Regions from separate parts of the Mus musculus genome. Here regions 1, 2, 3, 5 and 6 are each linked to region 4. A link is a contact called in public promoter capture Hi-C data. All regions are on one chromosome and are shown on one strand. The core of a region is the stretch at or near the end of the contact, and the rest is flanking DNA. Distances in the headings are between cores, read along the strand shown. Region 1 holds the start of Zbtb45 (zinc finger and BTB domain containing 45). Region 2 holds the start of Mzf1 (myeloid zinc finger 1). Region 3 holds the start of Zfp446 (zinc finger protein 446). Region 4 holds the start of Zfp94 (zinc finger protein 94). Region 5 holds the start of Zfp128 (zinc finger protein 128). Region 6 holds the start of Zfp658 (zinc finger protein 658).

Region 1 (3,399 bases), core at 125-2,624, about 11 Mb after region 4:
CTTCTCCCTCTCAAGTAATAGGATTACAAGCATTCCTAGCTGTTAAATTTTGAGGGTCCCCCCCCTCCTATAGCATCCTATGTAACCCAGATTGGGCTCAACTCTGATATCTGGGGGGTGACCTTGAACTTCTGACGCTCCTGCCTCAACCTCTGAGGTTTTTTTTTTTGTTTTTTTTTTTTTTTTTTGGTTTTTCGAGACAGGGTTTCTCTGTATAGTCTTGGCTATCCTGGAACTCTCACTTTGTAGACCAGGCTGGCCTCGAACTCAGAGATCCTCCTGCCTTTGCCTCCCAAGTGCTGGGATTATAGGCATACGCCACCACCGCCTGGCTTCCCCAGACTTTCAAACACACATACAACACAGCTACCCAGCATGGGTCCAGGATGGGGAACAAAACATCCTGACATCTTCCTCATGCGGCACCACCCACTAGATTCCTCAGTACCATTCACACGGAGGCCCAGAGCTCTATGCCTCTCTTTTGCCTTACATAGTGGTTGATTGATTGCCCCAAGAACAGAGGGGAAGGGAAGGCCAACCCACCACTTGAGAGGTTTGGTTCATGGGTGTCTTGGACAACAAAAGGACCACGTAGGAGCCCCGCTTGGACAACTCTCTGGCTGTTCTCTCCCTCTACGCACTTAGTCCCTGCTCCTTGGTATCTGACTACTTCCGAGCCCACTTCGTGTCCTACATTCTATTCTGATCTGTGGCCAAGCTGGGGTTCTTCAACCATTCATTTATAGAGCAGCGAATTCCCGAGAGTCTGGGTGGGGTGAGGTGGGAGCACCGAATGAGGAGGCTTCCTTGGGAAGGTGGGCCTGTGTTCTTTAGATGACTGCAGGGAAGCTCTGCAAAGCTTCTTCATCTGGGGTGCGAGCAGAAGTGACTCAAGAGAAACTTCTCGGGGCTGAAGAGATGGCTCAGCGGTTCACTGCCATCGGTAATGGGAGCTGATGCCCTCTTCTGGTGTGTCTGAAGAGAGTTAATAATGTACTCGCATAAAATAAATAGAAAATAAATAAATCGAGAGAGAGAGAGAGAGAGAGAGAGAGAGAAACTTTTCCCGTGTAAGAGAAAAGCCACCTGGGAGAAAAAAAAAAAGCCTCTGGATTCCATCCAGCGCCCTCTCCAGACCCGCTGAGAGTACTGAGGGCGTGGCCCGAGGAGTGATTGACAGCTCGCTCGGATCAGCCTGGAGACGACGGACTCCTGCTCCTTCTGCCTACTGATCCCCAGCTCTTCGGTCCCCAGCTTCTGCGATTTTGGTTGTGGCGCGGACCAGACCGGAAGTTCTGCTCAACGACTGCCTAGTCTAAAGAGGAACACCGGAAACGTGCTCCCGACTATCGTTCCGCCTGTGCCGAGGCTATCTGTTCCGCTTCAGCGCCCGGAAGTGCGGCCTTCAAGTTGACAAGCAGGAGGACCTGCAGGACCTGCTGCCTGAGGAGTCGGAGGTGGGGTCGAGCGGGCATCCCCCTGCCTCAGAGTCCCAGAGAAGGCTGGGGCGTGCCAGGAGCGGCACGCCTGCGTGAGGATCGGTGTGCACGTTGCGAACACAAGAGGGCGCTGCAGGATCGGGGCAGGGTGCGGAGGCGGGAAACTGGGGGTAGATGTAGCGGGCCTGAAGGGGACTCTGGCATAGATAGGGTGGGAGTGAGACAGGCTGATGGAACAAGGTGCATGGCATGGGTGAGGGAGTTGTAGCGAGAATGCTGTAGGAGATGTGGGAGAGTGTGCCTTTGTTCTGAGGCATTCAGGAAGGTTCTGCTGCATCTGAGGAGTCCGGGCGTTCGAGAAGTAGGGTATGGATGGGGTTGAGGAAGAGTTATGGGTTGGCATATTATTTGAAAAAGGAGGCCGCTTGGCAGAGACAGGTTCAAAGCCTTGGTGGGTTTGAAGAATTAATTCATCATCATAGAGGTCCCAGATAAACCCGGTTCGCAGGCTCCCTCTGGCGGCCACGTGAGGGAAAGGCCTGGAGGTGGGAGTGTGGAAGGGACCCTGCATGGCGACTTCCAGTAGGCCAGGCCAGTGGTAACTGACACAATGTGTGCAATACTCCGAGAGAAAGGGAAGGGTGTTTTTGTGTTAAGGATCTAGAATCGTTGAGTCTGAGATCTCAGTAGTCCTTTTGTAAGGGGCAGGATTAAATGGGGCCCTGCTCTGGGTCTGTCCTAGAGAGACAGGCTGGTGGTCAGGGCGAATCCTGAATCTTGATTCTCTTCCCTTAGAGCAGTGTATGCAATCTGATCCAAGGGAAACACCCTTGTTTGCTGAATAAGGAAACAGGCCCAGAGACCTGGAGATATTTGCTTGATGGGTTAACTGACAATTCTGATTCCCAGCTCCTTTGCGGAGGGCGTGTGTGTGTGTGTGTGTGTGTGTGTGTGTGTGCGTGTGCGTGTGTGTGTGTGTGTGTGTGTGTGTGTGTGTGTGTGATGGAAGAATCTGTCTTCCCTCAGTATGATTAGTGCCAGGATGATAGTCTCGGGTTCATAAGAACTATGGGGATTGCTAAACAACACTGAATTTCAGCTTGCTGGCCTTTCACATCACTGGTGCATTTTCAAAGCCCAAAGTTAGCACCTCTCAGGTGATGCAAAGAAGAAACAAGGTTGCAAAGGCCTTGTTATATGTACTGTTTATTTGCTTCCCTTGGGTATGGCAGGCACAAATCCTCAGCCTCAAGGGGTGTTCCTAAATGATTCGGCCAGGAGGCAAGTTGCCTCCCCACCCTTCTGAAAACCTCCACATAACAGTAGTTAATGGGACCTGGTTCTTGAGGTAGTCATAGATCTGCTTGGGGCCTTCGTGGTACTAGGATATGGAAATCTGACTAGGGTAGACTAGAAAAGAAAACAGCCATCCGCATTGTCTCCTCCTCTTGCAGATGGCAGCCACAGAGGCAGTGCACCACATCCACCTACAGAACTTTTCGCGCTCACTACTGGAGACCCTCAATGGGCAGAGGCTAGGCGGTCACTTCTGTGATGTGACCGTGCGCATCCGTGAGGCTTCTCTGCGTGCTCACCGCTGTGTGCTGGCCGCTGGCTCACCCTTCTTTCAGGATAAACTGCTGCTCGGCCACTCAGAGATTCGTGTGCCACCAGTGGTGCCTGCGCAGACAGTGCGCCAGCTGGTCGAGTTCCTTTACAGCGGCTCGTTGGTGGTGGCACAGGGCGAAGCGCTGCAGGTACTCACTGCAGCGTCGGTGCTTCGCATCCAGACCGTCATTGACGAGTGCACACAGATCATCGCTCGTGCCCGTGTCCCCAACACCCCGGCGCCTGCGCCTCTGCCACCACCCGTGCCCCCTCCACTAGCACCCGCGCAGCTGCGCCACCGTCTGCGCCACTTGCTGGCCGCCCGCCCCCCGGGTCATCCCAACGCCGC
Region 2 (3,448 bases), core at 923-3,422, about 11 Mb after region 4:
AGGAGCCACTGAAGCGCAATCAAACCACTGCAGCTTGCTGGACCTGATGCTACAAGATTTATTGTTTTTATAATGGGGCTCCAGCTTCAGGCTGGTTCACTGCTCAGTGCTTTCTCTTATTTCTCCCTTTTCCGGTGTTAACAGTCACCACCCAACAACTGGGAGGTAAAGGCAAAAGGGTCTGGTGTTCAAGCTCAATAGCTATACAGTGAGCTAGAGGCCTACCTAGGCTACTCCAGACATTACCAAAAACAAAAGACTGGGCACAGTGGCCATAGCACAGGTCCTTGGAAGGAAGAGCAGGGTGATCTTTAAGTATGAGGGTACTCTGTTTACATAGAGTTCCAGGATATCATAGTGAAATCTTGTCTAAAATAAATTATTTTTAGATTAGAACCACAACTCTCAAGGATGTGTCAAAAACTTATGTGTTGCAGGATATCACACTGTAAACCCCAAGGTTGTGTTATTTATTGGGGTTAAAAAAAAAACTGTTTTTAGTTGTGGTGTGGTTCCGCCATAGCACACACCTTTAATCCAAGAGCTTTCTGCTTGAGTATTGTAAACAGGATTAAATAAAGTCAACCATAGGTCAAGAAGCAGAACAAGAAGCCAGTTGACAGAGACTGAACATAGACATATTAAGAAACACACACATACACACGCACATGCACACGCACATGCACACGCACGTGCGAGAGAGAGAGAGAGAGAGAGAGAGAGAGAGAGAGAGAGAGAGAGAGAAAGGGAACCCAGAGGACAGATAGACATTCAGAAAGTAGAAGTGGGGGAGGACATTCAATGTGAAGGTTTCTTGGGACAGAGAGAGAGATTTGCGGTGGAACTTCAGCTGAGAAAGAAGGTCACCTGGGTGCTTTTTCTACCTCTCTGAGCTAGGTTTTCACCCCAGCATCTGGCTTCCACTACCTCAAGGAAAACAGAAAGGTAGCAAAAGGTAGTTTCAGGAAGATGCAACAAATGAATCTAAATGAATCTGAAATAAAACAAAAGGTTAGGTGTAGGGATAAAGAGATATTTAGCTACCTTCCAGGTGATGGCTGGGCAGAACTCATTTGCAACCTGTCAGCTTCTTTTTTTGTTTGTTTGTTTGTTTTGTTTTGTTTTGTTTTCCAAGACAGGATTTCTCTGTATAGCCCTGGCTGTCCTGGAACTCACTCTGTAGACCAGGCTGGCCTCGAACTCAGAAATCCGCCTTCCTCTGCCTCTCAAGTGCTGGGATTAAAGGTGTGCGCCACCACGCCCGGCTACCTGTCAGCTTCTTGTAAGTCAATTTCTACCAGAATAGTGTTACGACTTCAATCACAGATTTAAAAAATGGGGGAGGAGAGGTAATGTTTAAGTAGTCAGGTGTCGCAATATTGTTTGGTAAATGATGCTAGGAAACTAGAGGACTGGTCCCCGTCCTCTTTCTGGTGTGTTGTCATTTTTTGTGTGAGTTTTCTCTGAAAATGTTTCCCCCACACGCACATCTAATTTTTTGTTGCCATCCCTCAGTCTTTGAAACCTATCAGTCCGTTTTACCGTATCTCTATTAACATCTTTACTATATCTCTAATTTCTCCCCACTTACCTTTGTACTCTGGGTTGGCCCCTAGAGTTTCGATGTCTCACTTTCCTAATCCCAATCCCTTTCTGCTTCTCTCTTCTTCCTAAATTTTCTGACATGACTCAGGTTCTAACTCTGATTCTAATGACTAACCCTCCCCCCTTTTCATTCATACCTATGTGTGTTCACTTATATTCAGTCTCTCCTAGCATCCAGTCTCCCCCTCACAATTTTCCCACCCCTCTCATCCTCTCCCCCGACTCTGTATGGGGCTATCTCTGCCTTCCTGTATAGACATCTCGTTGGGTATTTGTGTCCCTGTCCCTTCCCCTTGGCTTCGCCACAGATCCTGACCTTTCTTAAACCAAGTAGTGCGGTCGTTACCTAGGATACCACCAGGTTTGGTCCCTTAGTTACCATGGAGTCCCGCTCACTCCTACCCACCGCGCAGAAATACAAAAGAGATCCGGTGGTGCTGCGTTTGCGCACCCACACAGCACCCTCCAAACTACGACTCCCAGAAAGCATTTTGCTAAGCCTTTCTTTCAGTGGTTCCGCAGGTAGCCCAGCGGACGCTCTTTTTCGAACCCGTCGTTGCCATGGAGACGGGGAGACGGCGTCCTAGTGAGAGCGGTGATTGGTGCAGAACCCTGCAAATCCCTGGAAGGCCGGTAGAGAACTGACATTTAAAAAAAAAAAAAAAAAAAAAAAGTGGTGGGGGCATGCGCAGTCTGGAAGGTGGTGCTTGAATCCGTTGCCCCCCGAGAGGATTGTGCACGTCGTCGGGGCCCTGACGCCTGAATTCGTGGCCGGGAGTGTGGGAAGAGACGTCCAGGAGTGCGAGCTGATTATTGCAACCAGCGCAATCCCCTAGGGACGGGAAGAAGGGTAGAAACGGAGGCTGGGGTGGGGGAAGGGCAGAAGGGCTTGGAGCTGCGCGCAAAGCAGTCTGGGATATGTAGTTTGATATGGAGCAAGCGAACGAGAGTGCGCATGTTCACGAGGGCACAGCCTCCCTCGGAGCATTGAAGGAAGGCTGGGAGTCCCTTCACCTCAAGGCCTAGGGAGGAGTCTGGGTAGAGTGGACTCTGGGATTCCAGCTGTCTAGCTAGACCCGGAGCGCCGGTAGGGGGTCCAGGAACTCCCAGCAAACCGGCCCTGTGCTGACGCGCTACCGCGCTGATCGCCACAGGTGCCACGGCGACCGGACACATTGGCACCCTAAAGCGAGGATGCTCACTTAGACTTCTGGGAAATGTATTTCCGGAACCTCTTCTTGCTTTATGGCTGTTCCAAGTTTCTCTCAGGGTTTCGAGTTGACTTAGCACCCTAAAGAGCAGAGGTGTAACCCACAGAAATCAAGCTGCCTCTAAGCTGATGCCACTGCAATAGTAAATTTAGATTTTCACAAAGTCCCAGTTGCAGAAAGTATCATGGGAGAAGTCAGTCCTTTTTACAAGTGAGGAAACTATAGCTGACATAGGCACAGCAAAAGTAGTACCCTTGCAGACTGTTGGTCTAATGAGTTGAGAGCCTTTAAGGGTACCCAGAAGTCCCAGTCACCTCCCAACCAACTAAACTAGAGAGCTGAAGACTTGTATCGCTGTTGGATGTGATGAGTTGGCTTCTGGTATTGGAGATATATGGAAACCTGTTGGCCTGAGAGAAGCTGAGATGGGGGATTGGGTGGAGTAGGGCTGTCCCCTTGATACCACATTGGGAAAGGAATGTTGGGGCCTGAGAGAGAGGCCAAGTCCAAGACTGGGTAGAAAACATTAAGGGACTTGTTTGTTCCACCGCAAAAGGCTGTCCACAGGGACTCTTATTGGGAGTCCAGGAGGAGGCAGCAGTGGTACTGATGTCTGGGTGCAAGTAGAGATG
Region 3 (3,189 bases), core at 192-2,691, about 11 Mb after region 4:
GGCCTGGATCTCAGGGGGCAACACACCCAGGAACTGTTCCAAAATCAGCAACTCTATTATGTGTTCTTTGGAGGATGACTCAGGCTGTAGCCACTGGTGACACAACTCTCGAAGCTGGGCCAGTGCCTCTCGGGGTCCCTCAACCTCCTCATAGCAGAAACCCCGGAAACGGAGTCGTGCAGCCTCAGGCTCCTCAAGGGTGGTCCTGGAGTCTCTGAGGGATAGGTGTGGGGTACCCCGAGGAGATGGCATTCTTGTTTTGAAGGGTCTTTTTGGAGGTGACAGAGGGACCTACAGAAAAGGAAGAATGTCATCTAAGGTCAGAAGACACACACCAGACCCCTCCTAGAAGCCGGAAAAGAGAACCCTGAGGCCAGGAGAACTTCAAAGAAGGTCATGGGAGGTGCAGCCCCACAGCAGTTGAGCAGCTGTATTTTGTTTTGAAGATAAATGACTGGGTGGAATGTCCAGGGACCTTCTAGAAAACTGCAAATGACGGGCTCAAACATTTGGGTACAACACAGGGCTCCTGGGAGATGAAAGTGGCTCATCCAGTAGACAAAGGGTCAAGCAGGACACGGAGGGAAGGGGGGTGGGACCATCATCCTGGGTGACCTGGAGCCCTGAGGCTTCAGACAGGAGGCAGACCACTGTGCTAGCTGAAGAGTTGGCTCTGAGACACAGGTACAAGACCTGGGGCAGAGCTGAAAGCCTGGGTGCATTCTCAGGAGCTTATTATGGGTTGGGAGGCACAGCTCGCTGATCGCAGCTGAATTGTGGATGCCTCATACTGCCTCAGCTTACTACGCATGTGAAACCCTGAAACAAAAGCCAAAATCAAACAGCCCCGTTTTGTGTGGAGTTGTAAACTGGAACCTGTGTCCCAGCTCTTAAGATTCTGGTTTTAAATCGGCTCTCTTGGGACATCCGTCCTGCTCTGGAGAAACTCAAGAGTTGGGGTGTCAGGCTCTGACACAGGAAAGGGGTGGGTCCGACGGCTGGGAGGTGCTCTCGGTGATCCGAGGAGCCGGATTATGAAGCTGCGCCCGCCCAGCTAGGAGTGAGCTCACCTCTGACGCGTGGGAGAGCCCCAGGAGGTTGGGGCACTTCCAGGAAGTGACACCGAGCACGTCCCACTGCCACTCAGAGAACGCCCCGCCTCGCGCGTTGCCCTACCAGCCCGGCCAATCCTGCATCTGCTCCGCCGGATCGGCCCCCTTCGCTCGGACTACGTCTCCCGTGAGCCTCAGCAAGAACGACAGCACGCTTCCAAGGCCTCTCACGCGCGAGACTCTTCGCTCCTCTCCTTGGGGTCGCGTTGCTGCAGAGTTCCGGGGGGGGTTCCCACTCCTGACTTGGCAGCCGTTCTTCTCTTGCAACCGCAGCCGTAGGACTCACGTAGGACGGAGCCGACTGTGGGTTAGCCTCCTTACGCATGTGCGCAACGGACCTGGTTTCTATTGGCCAGAGAGGCATCCTGACCAATCAGAGCTAGCGCTCCCGGAAGGACTCTCGCTCCTTGTGTCTCCTAGGTAACAGCTAGCGCACAACTTAGGGCCTCTTGCTGTTCTCTGAGTTAAGCTGTAAGGGTCCCCCTGCCTCGGAGAAGGCCTAGGTGGAGGCTCCTTGGCCTCTTGAGTCCAGACTGTTCTAGACAATCCCGTTGGGAATCCAGGTGAAAGGCGGTGGTGGGCGAGAAAAACTCAGTATGGCCTCCATCGGATCTCCGTTAAGCTCCCTGGATATTGTGGAGACAGTAGGCCTACAGGTGAACAAGTGCTCAGAGGAGGTAACCATGTAATTACCAACCCTCACTAATAGTCTTCAGATAACATTACTGAAAATAAGGACGGAGGTTTCTGATTAAAATTACGAGGTATACTCAACCCTTACTTAGGAGGATGTAGTTAGACAAGATGACTTATATTTATTTTTTTTCTCCCAATGGGCAGTTGATGGCATTTTGTTTGTTTGTGGGGGAATGGGGCCTTTAAAGAATAAAAGTCCTTGGCTGTCCTGGAACTCACTCTGTAGACCCTACTAGCTAGCCTGGAGCTCACTCAATAGTTCTGCCAGTCTTTCTCCCATTCGCTGAGATTAAAGGCATGGGCCCCCATATCCGACAGTTAGAGGCTTTTTAGCTTAATTGCAGATGGGCTTAGTTTTATTTCCACATATCAAGTGGCTGGACTGTGATATAAACCATTCAATCCTGAACTCGATCTGCCTACTTGGGTTTCTTCTGCTACCCAGGAACCTTCTCCTTGGCAGCTACTGTAGAGAGCAGCGGTTCTCTACATCCAAAACTCCTGAGCAGTTCTGTCGGTAGAATTTGTCTTTTACAGATTCTCTGGACACAACTCTCACCACCTACCTATTGAGGAGAAGCGCTAAGGGGGCCTAAGGGGGTTCCCAGAAAGCTCTCTTGGAAACACCTTTGTTCTAGTGCTCACCTCCCTGCTAGGCTGGTTTCTAAGCCTTCTATGTGCCACAGGATAGACCTGGTTGAGTCTTGTGATGGTATACATCTTACCCCTGGGCTTGACATGACCATTACCATCTTTATTTCTCCCTTGTTCAGGCCATTAAATCTAAGACCACATATTTAATAGGTAAACTATCATTGAGCTAGCCCCAACTCAGTCCTTAATTATAATGGTTATATTAGGTTGGCCAATGTAACCATGAAACATTTTATCTTTTGAGGCAGGATCTAAGTTCCCCCAGGTTAGCCTCTCAGCTGTCTTAAAGTAGAGGGCCTGTGGTGACCTACTGACCTAGCTCTTAGGGTAACAAAATAAAATTTATAACAGATAGCTAGGTCTATGGTACTGGGGTGTTCAAGTTTCCTCTTGGATTGGGGAGACATTTTGGTCACCAGTCGTTCTTGCCTAACTGTGTGTGATCTTTTTTTTTTTTTTAAATATTTATTTATTATATGTAACTATACTGTTACTGTCTTCAGACACTCCAGAAGAGGGCATCAGATTTCATTTCAGATGGTTGTTAGCCACCATGTGGTTGCTGGGATTTGAACTCAGGACCTTTGGAAGAGCAGTCAGTGTTCTTAACCACTGAGCCATCTCTCCAGCCCATGTGTGATCTTAGAAATGATAAATTTTAAGGTAAAAAGTTGATTAGGGCACTCAGGAGGCAGAGGCAGGCAGATTTCTGAGTTTGAGGCTAGCC
Region 4 (3,595 bases), core at 544-3,043:
GGGTTCTGCTTTAAAGCCAGGAACTGGTCCTGCCAGAAAACTCTGAGTTTCCCTGATGAGCCTGTGGGGGCACCCCGGCTGTCTTTTGCTACTACTCTGTGGGTTCTTTCTTCCAGCCTTCTCCACCCTTGCAACCCTGTAACACTAGATAAGAGAGGAAAAAGGAGAGGAAAGTGATCCCTAAATAAGGTGGGGGGGGTCAGAAAGGGGGTGATGTTATTGATAGACTACTTCCTGCTGATTAAGGGCATCACATTTCTTGGGGGCAACTTTGATCTCTGCCATTCGTCTTGCTGTTTCTTCTTTGCACAGGACCACTTAACAAACTTTGACCAACAGCAGTCAAAGACCAACAGCTAACAAACTGCCAACAACCCCACTGAACAGCCACCAAAAGCCAACCTACACCCACCCCTCTCTGAAAAGTCCCCCGAATTCTAAACATCACACACGCACAGAAACCACCTGCAGCTGGCAAAATCACGCCTCTGCTAGAGCAGGAGGCAAATCCCAGCTGCTGTGGACCGTCTGAAGCAGCCTCATATTCCTCACCTGGGGCTAAAATCAAAACATTCCTATAGTATTTCTGTTTTTCAAAGAAACCAAAACTCCAAAATTGTCACAACAATCATATCATGTAAAAACTAGTCTTTTTCCTTGCTACTATGTATACCTGTTACAGCATCTCCGCTGTGCCACACACATACGCCGAGATTTTGTTTGGATGAAAAAAACTTTTGCTAGTGGTCCTTTGGGATAATTAAAAACAAACAAACAAACAAACAAACAAACAGACAGACAGACAGACAGACAGACAGACAGGGCTGAGAGATGGTTCAGCAGTTAAGAGCACTGACTGCCAGAGGTCCTGAGTTCAATTCCCAGCAACCACATGGTGGCTCACAACCATCTGTAATGGGATCGGATGCCCTCTTCTAGTGTGTGTCTGAAGCTAGCTTTTTTTTTAATTGTACTTTATTTGTACTCACATAAATAAAAAAAGAAATAAATCTCTGAAAAATAAACAAAACAAAACAAAACAAACAAACAAACAAACAAAAAAAACCAAGCAAACCAAAACTTGTTTCTCCTGTGGATTGATCTAGATTGATGTGGAAGATAGAAGGAAGTGGGGAGAAAACTGGAGGGGCAGGGAGGAGAGTATGAATTATCAATGTACCTGTGGTTACATTGAAGAAGCAGCCTAGCAGGAGGTTAAGTGGATTGTGTGGCTGTGATGTGTAGAGAGAATTTTGGTTTCTTTGAGAAACACAGAAGTATATATTATATACTCAGGTATATAAGGACAACGGTAGGGCCAAATTACCGCCTATGAGGTAAGGACTCTTAATTTTCCAGGGTGAAAAATTTTCCACGTGGGACGTGTCAAGTTCAGAGGCAGCATGGTGTCATGGCACACACGTTAGCCCAGCATTTGAGAGTGTGCAAGACTGAGGCAGGAGGACCATCGTAAATTCAGTATGGATTGTACAGTGCGCACCAGTGTCTCGCAGATTAAATAAAAAGTTCCGCAGAGGGCTAGGGAAGTACCTGCGTGGCGCACACACACACACTCCAGAGAGGCTATATACTAGGAGAAACGAGTGTAAGATCCGCCTCTCCGCATTCACTACCGGAAATGTAGTTCAACTGTTCCACAAACACGCAGGCACCCGGGAGAGCTGACGCGGAGATTTCTGGGAAGTGTCGTCCAGGGTCTCTGCGCATTGCGCGTGCGTCTGTGAAGGCCGGCGGACGCCGAGCATTCTGGGAAGCGTAGTTCAAATTCTCGGAGCATTGCGCGTGCTTCTGTTGTGCGGGCTGATGCGAAGCATTCTGGGAAGTGTTTCCCAGGTGGTTTCTGTTAGCATCCGCTCCCCTTGTCCTCCCTTGAGTCTCCTCTCTCCCACACCTTCCTCGACTGATGCCTGGATCTGGAGGTTTGCAGGGTTGGCGGCGGGCGGCCGTAGGGGAGTCGGCTCCAGGCTGGCGAAAGGGAAGCGCAGGGCGCCCAATGAGCCTCCCTCCATCCCACAGATATCATCGCACTGATAGGGTCTCAGCGCGTGGCTCAGTCAGCCTCCTGCCTCAGCATCCGGTGTGTTGCGATGACAGGTGTGAGCCCTCACACCTTCCTTCACTGCTGTCTGGAATTGGGGTGCGAGGGCCATGTTGATAGTGTTGTTTGAGGCATTGATGTAGCTAGTGTCACCCTGCCCTGAAGGTTCTAGGACTCACACCTACACTGCAGAGAATCGGGATGGGTGGAGATTTGTCGAGAGCCTGTCATGTAGAAGGATAAACGGACACGTCTATGGCTTTCCACGATGTCAGATTTTGCTGAACGACAAGAAAGTCATAAGCTGTGTCAGTTTCGTTGGCTGCAATTTGCCAAGGAATCTCGATTTCTCCTGGTGGTTGGCCATTAATCACAGGTTCTTTTATTCCAAGCTTAACATAGCTAATGATAAATTTCAGACCACGAGTCACCTGGCACACAGTTATACACACTCGTGAGTTTATTATCACAGGATGGATCATTGGAACTGGACTTGGCTCCTGGCATGTGACCAGGCTACTGAGCAGTGTGCCTGCCACATACCGGTCCCTTGGTGAAGAAGTAACGTGATATGGTTGGTGCGCTTATGTTTTATGTTACCAGGCTGGCTTTGAACTCACAGAGATCTACCTGAGTGCTGGGACTAAAGGCTAGTCGATATCTTTTAATAGCACAATTGAGTCGCCTGGCTATGACTGTGTAAACAAGACATGGATTTCTTCTTGGCACTTTTATCCAAGATAGAGTAACTCAGATCAAGACTGTTGCCGCATAAAATTCAAAACTAGTCATAGCCTGAAAGCTGATGGTCCAAACAACACAGCTCCCTGCTCAGCATGCTCCCAAGATGGTTTGATCAGCCGGGCAGTGGTGGCACACACCTGTAATCCCAGCACTTGGGAGGCAGAGGCAGATGGATTTCTGAGTTCGAGGCCAGCCTGGTCTACAGAGTGAGTTCCAGGACAGCCAGGGCTGCACAGAGAAACCCTGTCTTGAAAAACAAAACAAAACAAAAAGCCAAAAAAACCCAAAAAACAAAAAAGGAAAAAAAAGATGGTTTGATCAAGTGTAGCCCCTTACCTCTAACCCTACCCCCATTACAGATTCAGGGGAGGAAGGAGGAAGTGGTGGTCTGTTGACCAAGCATATCTAGGTGCATCAAGCCAAGTGTATTTCCTCCTGTTAAGGCGTAGCCTTTTAAAATACAAGTCTGTTTTATTCTCGCTTTTTCTTTCTAAGACTTTTTGTATGGGTCATATATGTGTACCATTACATGCATGTGTTGATACATATATGCTTCTGAATGCTTTGTACATGAGTGCTGGGATTCAAATTCAGGTTCTCCTGCTTTTCTTTAATAATTTGTTTTCACAATGACAATTTGTGTGTGTGTACACGCGTGCATACTCACATGCAACACTGAGCATGTGCAGGATGGAGGAGACCTCTCAGGAAGAGTCAGTCCTAGAGACTGAACTCAGGCCATCACTTGGTGACAAGTACCTCTCCCTGGAGATCTATTATCACGTGGGCTCT
Region 5 (3,392 bases), core at 25-2,524, about 11 Mb after region 4:
CATTTTGAATATAACTTTAAGAGCCTAGGGTAGATCCATAAACTAAGTCACTCTTGATTTCCTACCCCATCAGAAACCATGAAGTAGTGTTTATTTCAGGTCTCACTACGTTTTGTGTGTACTACCTGAAACACGACAACAGATTGATTAAACACACCTCTTTTCCCGCCCGTCTCATCGCTTACTCCTTGACAAACTGTCAGCCTCATGACGGTTACCTGAGACTTGACTGGGGCTGGCGAATCCACCTTCACTATGGCTCATTCATATAGCTGTTGATAGGCCTCAGTTCTCAGTTCTACACTCTGGTCACATTTCATGAAAAACTGAGATGACATGAATCTGATCATTTGCAATCTAAGACTATCATAAGCTTACTTTTCACACCAAATGTAATTAACGCAAATTTCCCCCAAGCAAACCAAATACCCACCTCCTGACCTCCAGAGCATAATTTCAAAGTTGCAGAACTTATGTATGAAATGGTCTTGGCTTCTGCTAGGTGAACTACGGTGAACAGAATAAGCAATTTGTCTACAAGTGCAGACTTTGATGATCAGGAGCTAGACAAACACTGATAGCCACACCTACCAGTTTTCCCAAGGCCCAGAAGGGCGTGACCCTTACTAGTTACTTCTGTTTTCCTAACTTGGTACCTCTGCCCCGTGAAGTTATGCCTTACTTGCAAAATAGGGGTCATGGTGCGGAGGTTCCCTTAAAAGTCGGTTGATTCTGCGCCTTAGGACATGTTTTGAGGACCGTACCCGCAATGTGGTTGCTCTGTAATGCTAGCCAGTCACCTGTCATCTCCGAGAACCGTCTTTCGGGATAAATGGGAGGGCGTTGGCCAGAGTGGGATCGAACCCCTGAGCAGAGCCTGTCAGTCCTCAGGGAAATGACCACCCTCCTCCCCTCCACCCCATGGCACGCAGACAGGAGGCTGAAGCATGCACACAGAGGGAACTAGATTTGGACCCAGGCTCGGAGGCTGAGCCACAGCGCTTGTTTCTCTTGTGGAAAAAGCGCCGCGGGTTACAGGTCACTCTGTCGGGGACAGCAGGACTCGGAGTCCAATCTGTCCTTTTTGTTACCTGAAGTTGTGTTGCTTGCGGCCGCGAGGCCATTGCCACTGTTGCTGCTTTGTCCTGGTGGTCCATTCCAGGCCAACAGGTTAGCCACAGACGTCCAAGGACACCCTAATTTTAAACTCAGCCCCGTCCTGGGGACCACCCGACTGGCCTCCCGCTGGACAATGGCGGCAGCGCCAGGGACACTGAGACTACAATTCCCAGAAGGCCACGCGCCGAGACGCAGCACTTAACCAATGGAAGCTAGCGCCAGCCCAACGTTGACCAATCGGGGAAGGCCTGGCCTCTGGTCTAAGGGAGTGCAACCACTCACAGGTCTTGTTTAAGGATCAGGTCTGGGTACCAGCAGAGGTCAGCTTACATTCCGTTACCTGCGGGTGCGGGCATCACTTGGGCTTCGAGTTGCCTGGAAAATAATCCTCCCGCCCTGACGGCTGAGTTCAGGGCATATATGCATCTGCACCGTGAGTTGGGCGCGCAGCGGCAAGGTCTTGGTGTTAGAATTGGTCAATCTGACCTGCTGCTGGAATTTTTTGTTTTGTTGGTTTTTTTGTTTTGTTTTGTTTTTTGGTTTTTTGGTTTTTCGAGACAGGGTTTCTTCTCTGTATAGCCCTGGCTGTCCTGGAACTCACTTTGTAGACCAGACTGGCCTCGAACTCAGAAATCTGCCTGCCTCTGCCTCCTGAGTGCTGGGATTAAAGGCGTGCACCACCACACCCGGCTGCCCGGCAGGCAGATTTCTGATTCCTGCCCAGTCTGGTGTACAGAGTGAGTTCCAGGACAGCCAGGGCTACAAAACCCTGCCTTGAAAAGGGAAAGAAAGAAGGAAAGAGAGAAAGAGGAAAAGAGAGAAAGGAAGGAAAGAAGGAAGGAAAGAAGGAAGGAAACAATGGGCTTTTGCTAGTTTTCACTAGGTTGATGATGTAATAGAAAAAGACCAAAAATACACTATACCCTTAAAGAGACAGAGACTATCAGGTGTAGAACAGCAGGCTCTGCCCTTCCTCCACTATCCCCACTCCCCAGTACTGGATATTGAACCTAGGTCTTTATGCAAGAGTGGTAAGTGCTCTAATACAGAGCTGCAGTCCAGCAAACAGCAGGTCCTTTTATTCTCATCCTCCCTTCTCTGTCTCTCCCTCCTTTCAGCCTAGTAGTTTCCTTTGTTCTCTCCTGGCATCTTCCTCACCAGTCTGACAATGACAGTAGTGTCATAACTGGTGCTCTGGGTCTGGGCTGGGCATTTCTAGGTTCTTGGCCTCTTTTCCAAAGAATTGAATTTAAGAGCTTACAGAAAAAAAGTAAGATAATGTTATTTGAGTAAAAGTGAAATTACATATTATGTAGGTATGCTATTAAAGATTGACAATGAGTTATGGGAGTGAAGATTCTCAGTGTCCAGATTATTGCTCAGGGCTTCCTTTTATAGGGTTCAGGAGAAGGGGGTGCTGATTACTAGATATGTAGTTTGGGTGGTTCTCTACTCTGATTGATAGAGTAAGTCATATATTCGTTTTCTCTACTGTGCATGTCCTTTTTATAATGCATCTGATTTTAAACATAAGTGTGCCCTTATGTATCAGCATAAGGTAAATAGGAGGGTCTCCCTAAAAGTAACAGAGGGCACAGTTTTCCTTTCTTGTGTATGCATCTGAAACTAGGTCAGGCCAGATCAGCTTTTCCATTCTTCATACACAGACAATGCTGAGAATATACTTGAATGGAAACTGTCTAATTTGAACATTGCCAAGGACGGGAAAACTTATACTACTGTTCAGAGATGGAAGTATGGGTAGCCTGATATAGCTAGAAGTTCTGAGGTTACTAGAGGCATTGTTTGGAGAGGTGTGTGTGTGTGTGTATAGTATGTGACACTGAAGGCTCCCAAGTGTGTTACTGCAAGAGGACTGTGTCTTCATAATCTCAAATCAAATAGGGGATGGGGGTCTTAGTGTACTAAACTATCTCCTATGCTCACCTGCCTCAGTTTCAAGCAGTGCAGTGGGTTTGAATGAGATATTTCCCTGTAGTCTCAGGCATTAGAACAGTTGGGGATGATGCTCTTTGGGGTGCAACCATGCTGGAGGAAGTATGACACTGGGACCTGCCGGAATCCTTGCAGTCACCAGAGCCAGCAAAGTAATGATCCACAGGAGGCTAAAGGGTAGCTCAGGCACAACAGGACTAAGTAGTTAGTGTTGGTTCAAACTTTGGAAGTCTGACCCCAAATAGTTTATTTTAGGCATATTTAAGCACAGCACAATTTGGTGAAAACTTTGATGGTGATAAACCTGATCAGGCAGG
Region 6 (3,373 bases), core at 15-2,514, about 19 Mb before region 4:
ACTAAGCTTATGGGCTGTTCCAGAACACACCCTAAGAGGAAGAGCAGGACCAGTCCCGTTCCTTCCCTACTCTAAACCACACCCAGTGCCCATGATCTCGGGCGGTCTCTGTGTGCCCAGCACCCAGAACCCTTTCTCCTTCTGAGAGCAGAGATGTGGTGCAGTGTGGTGTGGTGATGGCCACTCCTGGCTCTCTGTGCCTGTCTAGACATTTTCGTTTTCATCTATGCCCACATTGACATCCTGTTTCTCTTCCTTAAATTCAATGGCTCAATCCCTTCCCTGACTTGGAAACCCTGCACATAAACACCAGGCCCTCGACACAAAACATTTCTCCCTTGTCCACAATGTTTTTATGGTACACAGGACATATTCACTGTCATTCTGGACTTTAAGTAACCTCTGATAAGTGGACTGACCACAGGATTAATTTAACCACGGGGTTAAAATGGGCATACCTAGTTCCCCAGAACGTTATTACTTTGGCAGCCAAGATGACAATTTACTAGTTTCCAGAGAATCTTCAATAAACTCAATAGTGATACCCAAGGAACATACAACCTCCAATAAGGACACAGGGTCCTTCTGCTCAAGTGCCAATCACTGACTCTTATTGTGACCATATGGTCTCAGCAGAGGCAGCATTGACCCGCCTCATGTCCCAGCCCTCACATAAAACGGCCCGGGGATTAGGATTTGCCTTTTAAACGTTTGCTTTGCAGCGCTAGCTCTCTACAGGAGACTACATGCTGGGAACGAAAAGGTCCTGTTTTACAAGCCTTGCTACCTGCACAAAGGCTCAACTTGCAGCTCCGATGCCTGTGCCCTCTTTGCATATGCAAATCCCCTGGCTTTTGTTCCACGTGTTCTTAGTATTAGTTCCGCAGGCAGAAGCCACAGGCTGACCGAGAATGGCTGGCTTTCCCAAATTAAGCCCAAACCACAAATAATCTCATTTTCCATTTGTATCTGCCTGTTCTCTTCTCGCAGGCTACTACTAGAAAGCAGCGCGATCGCCCTCAGAGACGCTAGCCCCAGGCTTGCGGTAGCTGGCTGCACTGTCTGTCTCTCTCAGCAACCCTGCTCTCCCAACTCCCATAGGATTCCCACCCCAGCTCAACCAGGGCATCCCTCCAGTAGCTGTGTCAGCTGTCACTCAACACAAATCAGCGCTCAACAGCACAGCATCCTCCCTGCGCCCCTGCCGCTCACCTCTCACAACAATGCAGAGAACTCTGCACAGGACGCGCAGTGTCCCTCCCTGCGACTTCCGCCCCCGGGCCCTCAGTGTTAGAATCCAAACTCTCCTGGAGTGCGGGCAACAATAACAGAACTGATCTGCGCGGAGATTTAAGCGGATATGACCGCTCGAGACCACTTCCGTTTACTGCGAATCAGTGTTCTTCGCCACCCTCCCACACCCCCTTTTTTCCCCTTGTGGAGGCTGGCGAAGCGCATGCGCGCTACTATTTGTGACGCTACAACTTGCCAATACTTCACTTGGATCTTCCTGTAGTTTCTGTTCCTTTAGGAGCTGTCATGGCCACTCCCACAATACAATGATACAGGGACCACCATCACAGTGTGCACATAAGCAGGCAAAGCTTGTGGACTGTGACACAGTGAAAGTCCAAGGCTGTCTCATATTTTCAGGGGATTTTACTTCCTACCTATACGTGTATATCAGTTATTTCCAAGAGACCGGGATGCTGCATATTACTAAAAATACCATTTTTTTTTCTGTATATTCTCAGGGACTTAAAAGATTTTTTTCCTCTAAACTAAGAAGTAAATAAAAAATAAATTAATAAATATAAAGAAAAAAAAAACTAGGTTTGTTGGGAAATGGGAATTGAAGCCATGTGGAATCTTTAAAGATGAAGGTCTGAAATAAATGTGACACTGAGGCTTTTCATGGGGACCAGAGGTGGAGAAAATCTGTTGTCAATGACAAGTGTTTTTATTTTAATTCTTCATTATTTATTGTGTGTTTTGCATATATAAGAAATAGTGTAGAGGAAGGTGGAGAGGGAGATAATGATAAATGGTGAGAGATCAATTGATGACGAAAACGTGCAGTACAGTAGAGGGAATAAATCCATAGGCCAAAGTCGAATATCTGAACAAAATGAACGATTGTGTGCAGTATCTCAGGTTAGCGTTCTCTAGTTCTGTGTAGACAAGAGTATAGCATTGAACATGGTATGATCCCCTGCTTCTGCTTTCCAGGGCTGGGGGGTGGGGGGGATATGCCATCATGCCTAGCTTCACATATGATTTTGATTGTCTTGAGAACAAATTATAGTACTGGTGCTCTTGTGACCAGGGTTTTGTGTCCAAAGATACAGCTCCGGGGGTCCCAAAAAGTAGTCTCAGCCACCCATCACCACATGCCAAATTATATTAAACCACATAAAAGTTAATATGCAAATATCAACTTCTGATCGATTCTCTGCTACATCTTAGCATATGATTGATACCCACACGCACTTATTGCCTCCCGGGCACCACCTTGCTCTTCCACAGGCTCTCTCCTTATGCTTATGACCTCTCTAGGCTGTAAATGTGGTACAGTGCCCATCTGTCTTGCAGCCTGAGTCACAGTCAGTCCACCAGGAAGATGGAGCACTTGCCCTGTGGAGGTGATGAAGCACAAAAGAAGCTGAAACTGTATGCCTCTCCTTCTTTGTGCTCCATGAGACTGACCTAATGGGCAGCTGAGGAAGTTGCCCTGTCCATACCATAAAACCACCCCATGCATCAGGAGGCTGAACCACAGATACCCTGAAAAACATTGTAGGTCAGGCATGGTGGAACACAACCTTAATCCCAGCACTTGGAAGGCAGAGGTAAGCAGATTTTTGTGAGTTCCAGACCAGCCTGGTTTATACAGTGAGTTCCAGGCCAGCTAGGGCTACACAGTGAGATGCTATATTAAAAGAAATAACAGAAATGTATACAAAACAAACTGTCTAGGAGGGTAAATTAGGTACCTGGAAGTAGTTGCTACAGTACTCAGGGCACAACACCTTAAATTGGACCTGAGATGTTTTAAGCATGAGGTGGAGAACAGAATTTTCCAGAAAAGAGTGGAAGTGAGGGTGGATAAATAAGGAAGTTCATAATAAATTCCTGGAGCTGCATGTGAGAGAGGAGGTCCCGTGATGGTGAGATTATAGGTGTCACCCAAATCCCAAAGAAGGAGCTGAGCTGGAAATGACTGTGAAAGAGCATAAGCAATTATTTATTTATAAATAGGGTCTTATGTGCCCCAGGTTAGCCTCAAATTTCCTGTGAAGCCAAAGATCAGCTCAAGTTCTGATCCTCCTGCCTCCACCTCCTGCGTGGTTAGATTACAGGAGTATAATGTATG

What was found. Promoter capture Hi-C pulls out the DNA fragments that hold promoters and counts their contacts.
Region 1: a contact with region 4 is called in a promoter capture Hi-C map of second pharyngeal arch cranial neural crest. The contact joins the promoter of Zbtb45 here to the promoter of Zfp94 in region 4. A contact is called at or near these places in 2 of 39 promoter capture datasets (maxillary cranial neural crest and second pharyngeal arch cranial neural crest) and 1 of 484 Hi-C or Micro-C datasets (B cells).
Region 2: a promoter capture Hi-C map of second pharyngeal arch cranial neural crest shows a contact between it and region 4. The contact joins the promoter of Mzf1 here to the promoter of Zfp94 in region 4. A contact is called at or near these places in 5 of 39 promoter capture datasets (cranial neural crest, frontonasal cranial neural crest, liver and 2 more).
Region 3: a promoter capture Hi-C map of pre-B cells shows a contact between it and region 4. The contact joins the promoter of Zfp446 here to the promoter of Zfp94 in region 4. A contact is called at or near these places in 4 of 39 promoter capture datasets (cranial neural crest, frontonasal cranial neural crest, maxillary cranial neural crest and 1 more) and 1 of 9 other capture datasets (adipose tissue).
Region 5: a promoter capture Hi-C map of pre-B cells shows a contact between it and region 4. The contact joins the promoter of Zfp128 here to the promoter of Zfp94 in region 4. A contact is called at or near these places in 2 of 39 promoter capture datasets (cranial neural crest and pre-B cells).
Region 6: a contact with region 4 is called in a promoter capture Hi-C map of frontonasal cranial neural crest. The contact joins the promoter of Zfp658 here to the promoter of Zfp94 in region 4. A contact is called at or near these places in 4 of 39 promoter capture datasets (cranial neural crest, frontonasal cranial neural crest, liver and 1 more).

Annotation. Positions count from the first base shown.
Region 1 is chr7:13,007,827-13,011,225 of GRCm38.p6, reverse strand. Zbtb45 (zinc finger and BTB domain containing 45) reads left to right here and starts at 1,374. Exons shown (of 3, transcript NM_001360833.1): 1 at 1,374-1,590; 2 at 2,897-3,399. The coding sequence starts at 2,897.
Region 2 is chr7:13,053,488-13,056,935 of GRCm38.p6, reverse strand. It overlaps Mzf1 (myeloid zinc finger 1), which reads left to right and starts at 2,172. Exons shown (of 6, transcript NM_145819.2): 1 at 2,172-2,455.
Region 3 is chr7:12,976,100-12,979,288 of GRCm38.p6, reverse strand. Zfp446 (zinc finger protein 446) reads right to left here and starts at 1,441. Exons shown (of 6, transcript NM_175558.4): 1 at 1,177-1,441; 2 at 1-291. The coding sequence starts at 1,437.
Region 4 is chr7:24,314,864-24,318,458 of GRCm38.p6, reverse strand. Zfp94 (zinc finger protein 94) reads left to right here and starts at 1,793. Exons shown (of 6, transcript NM_001199321.1): 1 at 1,793-1,940. It also overlaps the pseudogene Gm44513.
Region 5 is chr7:12,879,060-12,882,451 of GRCm38.p6, reverse strand. It overlaps Zfp128 (zinc finger protein 128), which reads right to left and starts at 1,274. Exons shown (of 4, transcript NM_153802.4): 1 at 1,092-1,274. The coding sequence starts at 1,157.
Region 6 is chr7:43,560,261-43,563,633 of GRCm38.p6, reverse strand. It overlaps Zfp658 (zinc finger protein 658), which reads right to left and starts at 1,264. Exons shown (of 5, transcript NM_001008549.2): 1 at 1,213-1,264.